Regions from separate parts of the Mus musculus genome. Here region 2 is linked to region 1. Evidence: chromatin contacts called from public Hi-C data. All regions are on one chromosome and are shown on one strand. Each heading gives the region's core, a stretch centred on a gene start, on an enhancer-like site or on the middle of the called end of the contact. The rest is flanking DNA. Distances are from core to core; before and after follow the strand shown.

Region 1 (4,921 bases), core at 382-2,881:
GTGTCTGTGGGCCTCACAGTACAAGATGGTCTGCACACACCAGAGTGCACCTTCACAGATGCGCTCCCTCAAGGCTACCTCCAGAGGGCGCTCTGCTCCACATCTCAGCCAGCACCGTTTTCCAGAGGCTGCACCCCCAGGCTGCTGAGTTCAGCTGCCAGGGACACCACTCTAGGCTACTCAGTAAAGCTGTATGTGTATTTCACCTATGCCGGGGACATCACCTTCAATACAGTGTGCATCATCTGGCTCTCACCTATGACGGTGCAGTGACTGTGTGAATTTTACCACAATTTAATTAACCTTTGTCTAATCGCTGGGTAGTTGCAGTAGGCAGTTTTAAAACAAATTCTCCTCAACAAGTTTTAGATCAAGGAGATAGCAAAACATTACATTTTAGCTTATTTGGGGTATCAATTTATGGCAACAGCAACATTTTAGAAGCAGCCAAAGCCACATTCAGAGGGAAAGCCGTGTCTTTAAATGTTCTGCATTGCGTGTGAAAAAGAACACACCAATCAGAGCATCTGGTAAGTCAAACAATGAATATCCAAACGGAGCAACGTAACGGATCAGGTGATAAGTGGCTGCATTGTCAGGGATTAAAACAAAACAGTCACTAAGGGAAATAGTCAAGTTGGAGGCAAAGAGTTGGGTATTTCAGGAGACAGAGGCAGTTGGATCTCTGAGCTCAAGGCCAGTCTGGTGGGTATCTGAATGTATGCACGGCCCTAATTTGCCAAAGATCTACATTAACATGTCCATGATTTGAGTCTCACTTTACAATGAGTTTGAACTAGTCTTCATACATTTCATTTCTTAAATTTCATTTGAGCTATATCAGACCCCCAACTAAATCTCTGCACCTACCCCATAGGCCTTGGCTCTCACACAAGCCCACACTGGGCCACACGAGGTCACAAAGGCTGTGGTTTCTTTCTCTGGTGTCACCTCCAGGACACGCAGATTTCTGCTGGCTGGCCCTGACCTGTGAAGGTTTACGAAAGCTCAAGGCTTGTATATAGTTTCCCCTGGGTTTTGGTACCAGAAATGAATGTGTTTTCAACACTAAACTTGGCCAGAATTAGACTTGTTGCCTGGGCCTTGCAACTTTTACTAAAATGGACTTGAGCTTACGTCCAGAGACTAAAGACAGAGCAATTCTCTGCTGCGGGATAAGAATGAAGACAAGCCACAGGCAAAGCCTCAAGCTTGATGGTCACCACACACACATTGAATCTCAGCACTTGAGAAGCGGAGGCAGGAGGATTACAAGTTCAAGGGTGGCCTTGGCTACGCAGGAAGATCTTGTCATGATAAAAAAGAAAACCTTTAAAAGGCAAAGTTAAATTTTAATCCGTGTCTATGTTCAAGATACTGTCGTTTCTGCATAATAGAATTATTGGCACGATGTTTTACAAGTGTGCATTTCATCCTTAACTGCGTATTTGAGTTTAGCTGTTTGCACTTCGTTGTGTGTGAGCCTTGGGTGTATTTGACTAAGTTTTCAATTTTAGAAATGTATAACCATACCCACGTCACTCCAGTTCCAGGAACTGCTTGTGTGTGAGAAAGCTGCTTCCTTCCCCCTTTCTTTCATCTTTAAGAGGGAGGACGGGGTGGGTGGCTGAAGACATGGCTTCACGGTTCAGAGCGGGCGCATCTATAAACTCAGGGTGACTCATGCCCGTGCTGTGCGGTAAACTGTGTTGATTTTTAACCACTGTAGCCATGGTGCTCCACGAGTCCACTCCAGAAACCGATCCCAAATATTTTCCTTATGCATCACATGATGCAAGCCAGCATTAAGCGCGACCTCAGCCTCTCGCTTCATTTTCCACAGAATCTAGATTACTCAACAGGAATAAAAACTCTCCTGTCTCGATGGAAATGAATTTCCTCTTTTAGCCGCAAGTCTCCCTCGAAGGAGTGGGTGACTCAAAACTACTTATGTCATGAGTTCAGGTCCTTAGTGTGTGAGCTGCAGTTTCTTTGTCAATTTAGTTCAAATATACTTGAGATGCTTATGGGGGACCTGGGAGAGGGCTCAGGGGGTAACGGTGCTTGCCAGACGACCATGAGGACCTGGGCACAGATTTCTCAACATTGGAGTAAAAAGCTGGGTTTGCCTGTAACCCTAACACCGTGTGGGGAGGAGACAATGGGGATTGAATCACGGAGCCTGGACAGTAGTCCAGCCAGGCCAGCCAGGAAAATGGCTGGCTCCAAGTTCAATGAGAGCCTTTGTCTCGAGGGAATAAGGTAGGGAGTGACAGAGGAAGATGCCAGATGCTTTCTTCTGGCCTCCTCATGCACACACAAACACACACACACACACACACACGCACACAGCACGCATGCACACACACACACAACATACACACGCCACAAGAATAAATAGAAAGTGTATAGAGCAGCGACCAACCCAAAGCTAAAGCAAAGTTGAGCTGAGCTGCCCACAGTAACTCCATTTTGTCTGAGTGCCTGTTACACTCACCCAGCTGCTCTCTCCAGCCCCAGGGAGCGCATCCTGATCATGGCTATGAGGCAGCTCACCAGCTTAAATGAACGGCTCATGTTGGCCTTGTATTTATGGTGGCCACTACTCTCCTCATGTGGGCATAAGAAAGTAAATTCGAAATTTTAGACCATCAATTGATCTTGGAGATTTCCAGAAACCTTCTAAATTTTATGGCCCATGGCCTCTGCTGGCTTACTTAAAAGATTTCCTACTTATTTTTGAAAAAAAATCTTTTAAAACCTTTTCTTTAAATTTGTAACAAAAATTTTAAAGCTGGCACGATAAAGACTCACCTCTCCCATCGTCTAAGACTATTCCCTTTCTGGGCAGGGATCCCCCACGCTCCTGCTAGCCGCACTGGGAAGCTGGTTTAGTGCCATTGCTAACACTTTCAACGGGACGAATGTTTCTGGCTTTAGTTGACTTCCCCCCCCCCCCCGGGACGGTTGGGAGGGAATTTATTTGGGAGTTCTCAGTATACTGGGTGGATGTGGATGTCTGTGCTGTTCACCGTGTGTCTTTAACTCAATGAATAAGAGAGGAACTTCATTTTTCTTTTCCCTAATAATACAAAACTGCCTTCCTTGTGTACGCTGTGGTCCTGGGTTTCCATCCCTGATCTGCGTTTCCATCAACACTTTGTTACACCCACAGAACTCCTCTATTGTGCATTTAAAACTTTGCCCGCACTCACTGTCAGGTCCTAAAGAAACAAGCCTAGCTCAGAGCCTGTGGTTCCTCCCAGAAGTTTCCATCCTGCCCCCTCCCTTCTCTAGCCCAGAGGCTAAGCTTCCCTCCCCTCCCCTCCCCTCCCCTCCCCTCCCCTCCCCTCTCCTCCCCTTCCCTTCCCTCAGCTCCTCTGATTCCCATAAAACTCAGCCATCTTGGCTGTACACTCTCTTGGTTCTCAGGTGCTCCCTTGGTCTCTTGGCTCCTCTCTTGGCCCTGGCAGGCTCTTTCTTGGCCCCTTGGTTCTCCTCTCCCTCTTGGCTCTTCTCTTCCTTTCTTGCCACCCTCCACTGCCCCCATCCCCATCATGACCATGATCCGGTTCGGCCTGGACCCTTCCAGATGCCTCTGGCTGTTCTTTCCCTCATAACTCCTCAGCTTGCCTAGGATTGGTCATGTTCCCGTTTCCAATCGCTGTTTAAGTGCTCTGTTGTTGTTGTTGTTGCTTAACCTACACCAGACAAGAAACAACTGAAGGGGGAAAGGGTTTGCTCTGATGTGCTTGTTTGAATGAGAATGGCTCCCTGCAGCTCATACAGTTGAATACTTGGTCTACAGTTGGTAGATCTGTTTGGTAAGGATTAGGAGGTGTGATCTTGTTGGAGGAGACATGTCACTAGGAACAGGCTTTGAGATTTTAAAAGACTTCCCATCATCCTCAGTCTCTCTGTCCCTGTCCCTGTCCCTGTGTCTGAGTCTGTCCCTGTGTCTGTGTCTGTATCTGTCCCTGTCCCATCCCTGTCCCTGTCTCCGTCTCTCTGCCTCCCCTTTGCAGATCAAGATGTGAGCTCCCATTGGAAGCACCTACTATGCTGGCCACTTGCTGCCACACTGTCTGCTGCGATAGATTATTAACCCTCTGAAACCATACCCCTAAGTAAGTGCCAATTTCTTCTATCTGCTTTGGTTACGGTGTCTTTTCACAGCAATAGAAAAGTAACTGCTTTCTGGAGGAATGTGCCCAGATTTGGAATTTTGGACTAGGTAAGCAGTCAAATGTTGTAAGCGAAGCTGAGAAAACAGTAGTGCTGAGAACCACGTGGACTACAGAGGCCTCACTCAGGAGGCTTCTGAGGGGAGTGATAGCACCTGGGCTAGAGACTTTGATGATATTTTTATGAAGTACCTGGAGAGAAAAACTCCTGAGAGAGACCTGAATATGTTAAATGGAGTCTTTATTAACGGCTGTCTGGTGGGACGGTCCCAAGCAGATTAGTGGGAAGCAGCCTCTCCAGTTGGTTCCAGATTTTAAGGGCAAACCCCGCAGTTGGGGAGCTTACAGAAAGGCAGCTGTGGACATCTGTAGCAAGCAAGCTTTGCTTACAGAGCAGAGAGACAGCAATTAAACGGCCAGACAGTTAACCTTTAGCTCAGGGTCACAGGGAATTTAGGGCTGGTCCAGAGGCCCATTTTATCCAAGATAGTTTTAGCACTTAAGAATACTTTCATAAGATAGCATAACTACAGTTCAGCAGTATACTGCAATAGCTTGGCAAAGAACGTGGCTTCTTCTTATCCTTGTCCTGAGAATCTGCCTGAGTCTGAATTGACCCGTGAGGGGATTTCAGAAGAGCCTGATAGTGACTCTGCTGCAGGATTATCAGTGATCATCATCGTGCTGGTTCACACAGAAAAGAGCAAGTGGGGTAAAAGAAGTTGAAAAAGTACAGT
Region 2 (5,053 bases), core at 1,663-4,162, 360 kb after region 1:
CTTGAAGAGGACCTGAGTTGGGCTCCCAGCACACATGTTGGGCAGCTCACGACCAACTCTAACTCCAGGAGATCTGACATTATTATTGTTTTTTAAGGCAGGATTTCTCTGGGCAGTCCTCGCTGTCCTAGAACTCACTGTGTACACCAGGCTGGCCTCTAACTCAGGAGATCCACCTGCCTCTGCTTCCCGAGTGCTGAGGTTAAAGGCATGTGCTATCATGACCAACTAGTTTAAAAAACAGAAACAAAAAAAAAAATAACAAGACAAAACAAAACCTTTGTTTTTAATGCCTTGTTGGGCCAGTAAGATGGCTCAGTGAGTAAAAGCATTTGCTGGCTAGCCTGATGACCTGAGTTCGATTCCCATGACCCACATCGGGGAAAAAAAGAATGAACTTCTGCTAAGTTGCCCTTTACTTGTACATAGTGGTGTCATACACACACACACACTCATACACACACACAGACACACACTCATACACACACAGAGACACACATTCATACACACACACAGACACACACACTCATACATACACAGACACACATTCATACACACAGACACACACACTCATACACACACACAGACACACATTCATACACACACACAGACACACACACTCATACACACACACAGACACATTCATGCACACACTCATACACACAGACACACACACTCATACACACACAGACACACATTCATACACAAACACAGACACACATTCATACACACACACACTCATACACACACAGACACACATTCATATACACCACACACATACATTCACACACACAGACACACAAACACACAGAGAGACATACATTCATACACCCACACACTCTCATACACACACACATATACACACCACACACATACATTCACACACACATTCATACACTCATACACACACACAGACACATTCATACACACCACACACATACACTTACACACATACAAACACACACATTTTTTGGAACAATTTAATATCGGAGGGTGGGGTGGCAAGTGTCTTCTGCACAAGCAGGAGGACCTTGGCTCCCTGGTACCCAAGTGGAAGGCAAGGTGTGCCAGCAGGCATCTGTAACCTGTACCTCGGGGCAGAGACAGTTGGATCTGACATAGCTGACTCCGTGGGTCCCAGGTTCAGTACTCACCCTGTGTTGAAAATCTAAGGTATAGAGCGGTTGGGTTAGGCACTCTGTGTCGACCTCTGACCTCCACACTCGTGCACGTGCAGAGGCATGCACACACAAGGTGTCACCTCTGTGTAGTGAGAAATTCAGAGGACCTGGTGCCCTGTGTTCTGTGGGTGGAAACATCTAGGCGGTGTTTTGGGAAGGCACATTTCCCCAGAACATTCAAGTGAAATGCCAACGTGGTTCCACAGCTCGCTGCTGGGCTCCCAACCAAACTGGGACTGGGGTTTCTGAGAGAGTCGTGTATGCCCACACTGAAGCAAGACCCCATCAGTGGGCGAGGAGAAAAATAGAATGTGGACCATATGTGCAACGGCTCACTATGCAGCCCTGAAAGAGCAAGTGCTCTCCAGCCTAGGTGAACACTGAGCTCTGCTGGGCGGTGTGGTGGGAGCTCCCAGGGGAGTCAGCATCCTTGGGAAGGACAGGAGAACAGAGGGCAGCAGGGGCGGGAGCACAGAGGAATAGCGTTTAATGAGGACATTGCAACACCCATTGAACCGTTATTCAGCATGAAGACTTAGAAAGGCCATGAAGGCTACTCAACAGTGCGACACTCTGAACACCTCTAAACTAACTGTATATTTAGCCATTGTGGGGCCAGCAATATGGGTCAGCAGGTAAAAGGTGCTTGCTGCCAAGCCTTAATGACTTGAGTTCAATCCCCAGGAGAGAACTGAAGCCATCCTGACACTTGTCCTCTGAGCCCACATGCATACCTTGACACACATGAGTGCTATACGTGCACACAAATCATTGTAGTTTTAAAGAAGTACCATGGGAGCTGGAGAGGTGGCTCAGAGGTTAAGAGCACTGGCTTCTCTTCCAGCGATTCCAAGTTCAATTCCCAGCAACCACCTGGTGGCTTACAACCATCTGGAATGCGATCCAATGCCCTCTTCTGGTGCGTCTGAAGACATACATTAAATAAATAGATCTTTTGAAAAGAAGAAGTACCACAGTGGGAGCTCTTCTGTGCACTTCACAGCACTTTAACACTCTTAGTTTAAGAACAAATGAGGCTGGAGAGGTGGCTCAGTGGTTATAGAGCACTGTTGGCCCATGCAGAGGACCTAGGTCCAGCTCCCAGCAGGCACACAGCAGCTCACAACTGTTAGTAACTCCAGTTGCAGGGCATCTGACGCCCTCTTCTTGCCTCCGGGGACAGTGTACGCACACATACATGTAGGCAAAACACTCACACATGAAATAAAAATAAGCCTTTTTAAAGAGCATGCAAGGGAAAGAACATGTTCTTAGGATGCTAACCTAAGAGGCTGGGGCGAGGCCGTCCCTCAGTCAGGAAAGTGGTTGTCTAGCATGAAGCCCTGTGTTTGATCCCAGCACAGAATAAACTGCATGCAGTGGTGCAGGGTTTGTAATCCCAGCATTGGGGAGACAAGAGGCTTGGGAGTTCACAGTCATTCTTAGCTACATAGTGAGTTCAAAGCCAACTTGGACTATATGAGACCTTGTCTCAAAATAAAAAAAAAAAAAAAAAAAAAAAAAAAAAAGCAAGCCTCGTAGGTCTCTAAAGAGCAGTCAAAAATCTCCTTATAAGCAGACTTTTGGATCGGACAGCAAAGTTTGGCTGGAATGTTGACTCTGTTCTATGACAAACCCCATCCAGGAGGAGAGCGCAGCACACAGTTGCTGAAGGGTGGCAGATTCCAATGCACTGGGCTCTAACACAGCTGCAGTGCATCTAGTGCCCACCAGAGGGCAGGCGTCAACTTCTCAAACACTGGTACTGGTGATTCAAGGCACTTCCATAAACACACAAAGTCCGGACTCAATCTTGGCAGCTTACCTTGTGTTGTACCCGAGGAGAATTTGTTGATGAGGGTGGCAGGTTAGGGGAGCTACCTGGGAAGGACTTCCTTTAGAGACTTGGAGATTCACCTCTGCCCCAGCTCACGCCTGTTTTGCCAGGAGACAGTATATCCCCTTGTAACTTAGGTTGATGACAGCATTCTCCTACAAAGACCGTTAAAACGAGAGAGAGAGAGAGAGAGAGAGAGAGAGAGAGAGAGAGAGAGAGAGAGAGAGAGAGAGAGAGAGAGAGAGAGACCAACAGAAAGCATGCTTTACATCGTGATAACCTCTACAGCTGACATCGAGGTCCATTGGTGGCATCCATGTCATGATGGCTCACTTTTGGAAAGTGGCAAGAACAGGTTTTTTCCTAGGTCTGGTCTCCCGAATGAACGCTCATCTCTTCTGATGCCCATGACAGGCCTCAGGCTGGTCCTATCAGTGGTCCTGGTTTTGTCTCTAAGGCAAGTGAAACATACCGACGACAGCGAATGACTTGGAGTGTGGTGCTCATCTCCGCTCACACTCCCTCGCCCCAGCCTTTCGTAGAAGTTGATTTGTAGTGAGTACCTGGTGTGAGATGCTCACACCAGCCGCCCCACATTCCCAAGGCATGGCTGTCATAAACACGGTCACCACCAATCATCTCTGCAACCTGCACAACCTAGTGTTTCAAATGGTGTGCCTGCCTCTGCTTCCACCCTGAGCAGAGGACAGAACAGGAGGCCCGCTGTGCTGGACACCACAGAAAGTGCCACAAAAGTCTCCTGTGGCCAGGAGATGTCATACAAACAGCTCTGGTAAAATAGCTCTCTTGGGGGCTGGAGAGATGTCTCCATTGTTTAGAGCATTGCCTGTTCTTCCAGAGAACCCAGGTTCAATTCCAAGCATCCACATAGCAGCTCACAACTGCCTCCGGTTCCGAGGGATCTGAGGCCCTCCTCCGACTTCCACAGGCACCAGGCACACGAATAGTGAATAGATACCCAGGCAAGCAAAATACACACATAAAATAAAAATAAATCTAAAAAAAATTTTTTTAAATATTTCTCTTAGAGGCAACTGAGCTTAGAGGGTGGCCTGCTGTACTCATCATTTCTGGTTAATGGCTGCAAGCGTGCAGAGCAATCCAAACGTGATTAAGATTTCTCAAACAGTGATTCTATTCTAAGGCCTGAACTGTGAAAAGGAGTAATGTAGACCTGGGAGTGGGGGTAGCTCAGTGGTAGAGAGCATGCCTGCTTAGCTTAGCTTATGCTGGTCCCATCCCCAGCACCCGTGACAATAAGAACCAGAGGCAGAAACATTGAGAGGAGCCAAGGCCTTTCCTGGGGGCTCCTGGACCCTTGAACCTCTTGCTGGGTGGAAAGGCCCTTCCCCAAATGGAGGCTGTGTCTTTGAATATTCAGCGTGTGTCTGTGAATATTGACAACATGGAGGTTAAAGATATCTACCAGATGGAAAAAGACTATGTAGTCAGATAATTTGTCTATTATCTGTCTAGGAGAGAGAGAGACAGAGAGAGAGAGACAGAGAGAGAGAGAGACAGAGAAGAAACAGACAGTCAGAGACAGACAGACAGACAGACAGACATAATAAATTAGTCTATGGTCTTGGAGTATTTGAACTTTTTCTGTCTCCAGTGTTCTAATTTCAGATGAAGTACACACTAACTTTGGCAACATAAATGTGGCATGTCCCCCTCTTCTCCCCACACTGCCCTGCAGCCTCATCTTCACCCTCACCCCACCCCTGTCTGGTCACCTGCCAGGCTCTGGTGGACATGCATATTGTGTTAGCTTTGCCGTTCCCAGGGCTGGCTGGAGCTCAGGGGTGACGGTGTCTTGATTCTCTCTGGCTGCTCAGCATCCCCAGGCTTCCCCAGCAGCGGCAGCAGAGCCCTGTCAGCAGCAGCTCACTCACCAGAGCCCGTTCATTCATAGTGCCGAGACTCCTGAGATTTCTAAATTTGGTCAGTGTTCAGGGCCGTGCAGGGTGCCAAGCGCTCGCTGCAAGCTAAAAATACCAGCCAGGTCTGGGGT

What was found. A called contact is a pair of places that touch in the nucleus more often than the background predicts.
Region 2: a contact with region 1 is called in a Hi-C map of CD8 T cells, with 2.3 times the contacts expected there. The contact joins two enhancer-like sites. A contact is called at or near these places in 4 of 484 Hi-C or Micro-C datasets (CD4 T cells, CD8 T cells, adipose-derived mesenchymal stem cells and 1 more) and 3 of 115 datasets of contacts at active chromatin or transcription factors (double positive thymocytes, memory CD8 T cells and thymic regulatory T cells).

Annotation. Positions count from the first base shown.
Region 1 is chr2:173,449,046-173,453,966 of GRCm38.p6, reverse strand. No RefSeq gene overlaps it. Among named protein-coding and RNA genes, the nearest start is that of Gm14642, 57 kb to the right of the region's middle. Within about 2 kb of position 1,631, at least 125 of the 459 cell types and tissues checked have an H3K27ac peak or open chromatin away from gene starts, as enhancers often do. A contact at or near this core is called in CD8 T cells and regulatory T cells, where this site is marked.
Region 2 is chr2:173,087,525-173,092,577 of GRCm38.p6, reverse strand. All of the region lies in intron 2 of Gm40011, which reads right to left. Among named protein-coding and RNA genes, the nearest start is that of Gm40011, 7.3 kb to the right of the region's middle. RefSeq lists an enhancer at 3,711-5,053. Within about 2 kb of position 2,912, at least 14 of the 459 cell types and tissues checked have an H3K27ac peak or open chromatin away from gene starts, as enhancers often do. A contact at or near this core is called in CD8 T cells and regulatory T cells, where this site is marked.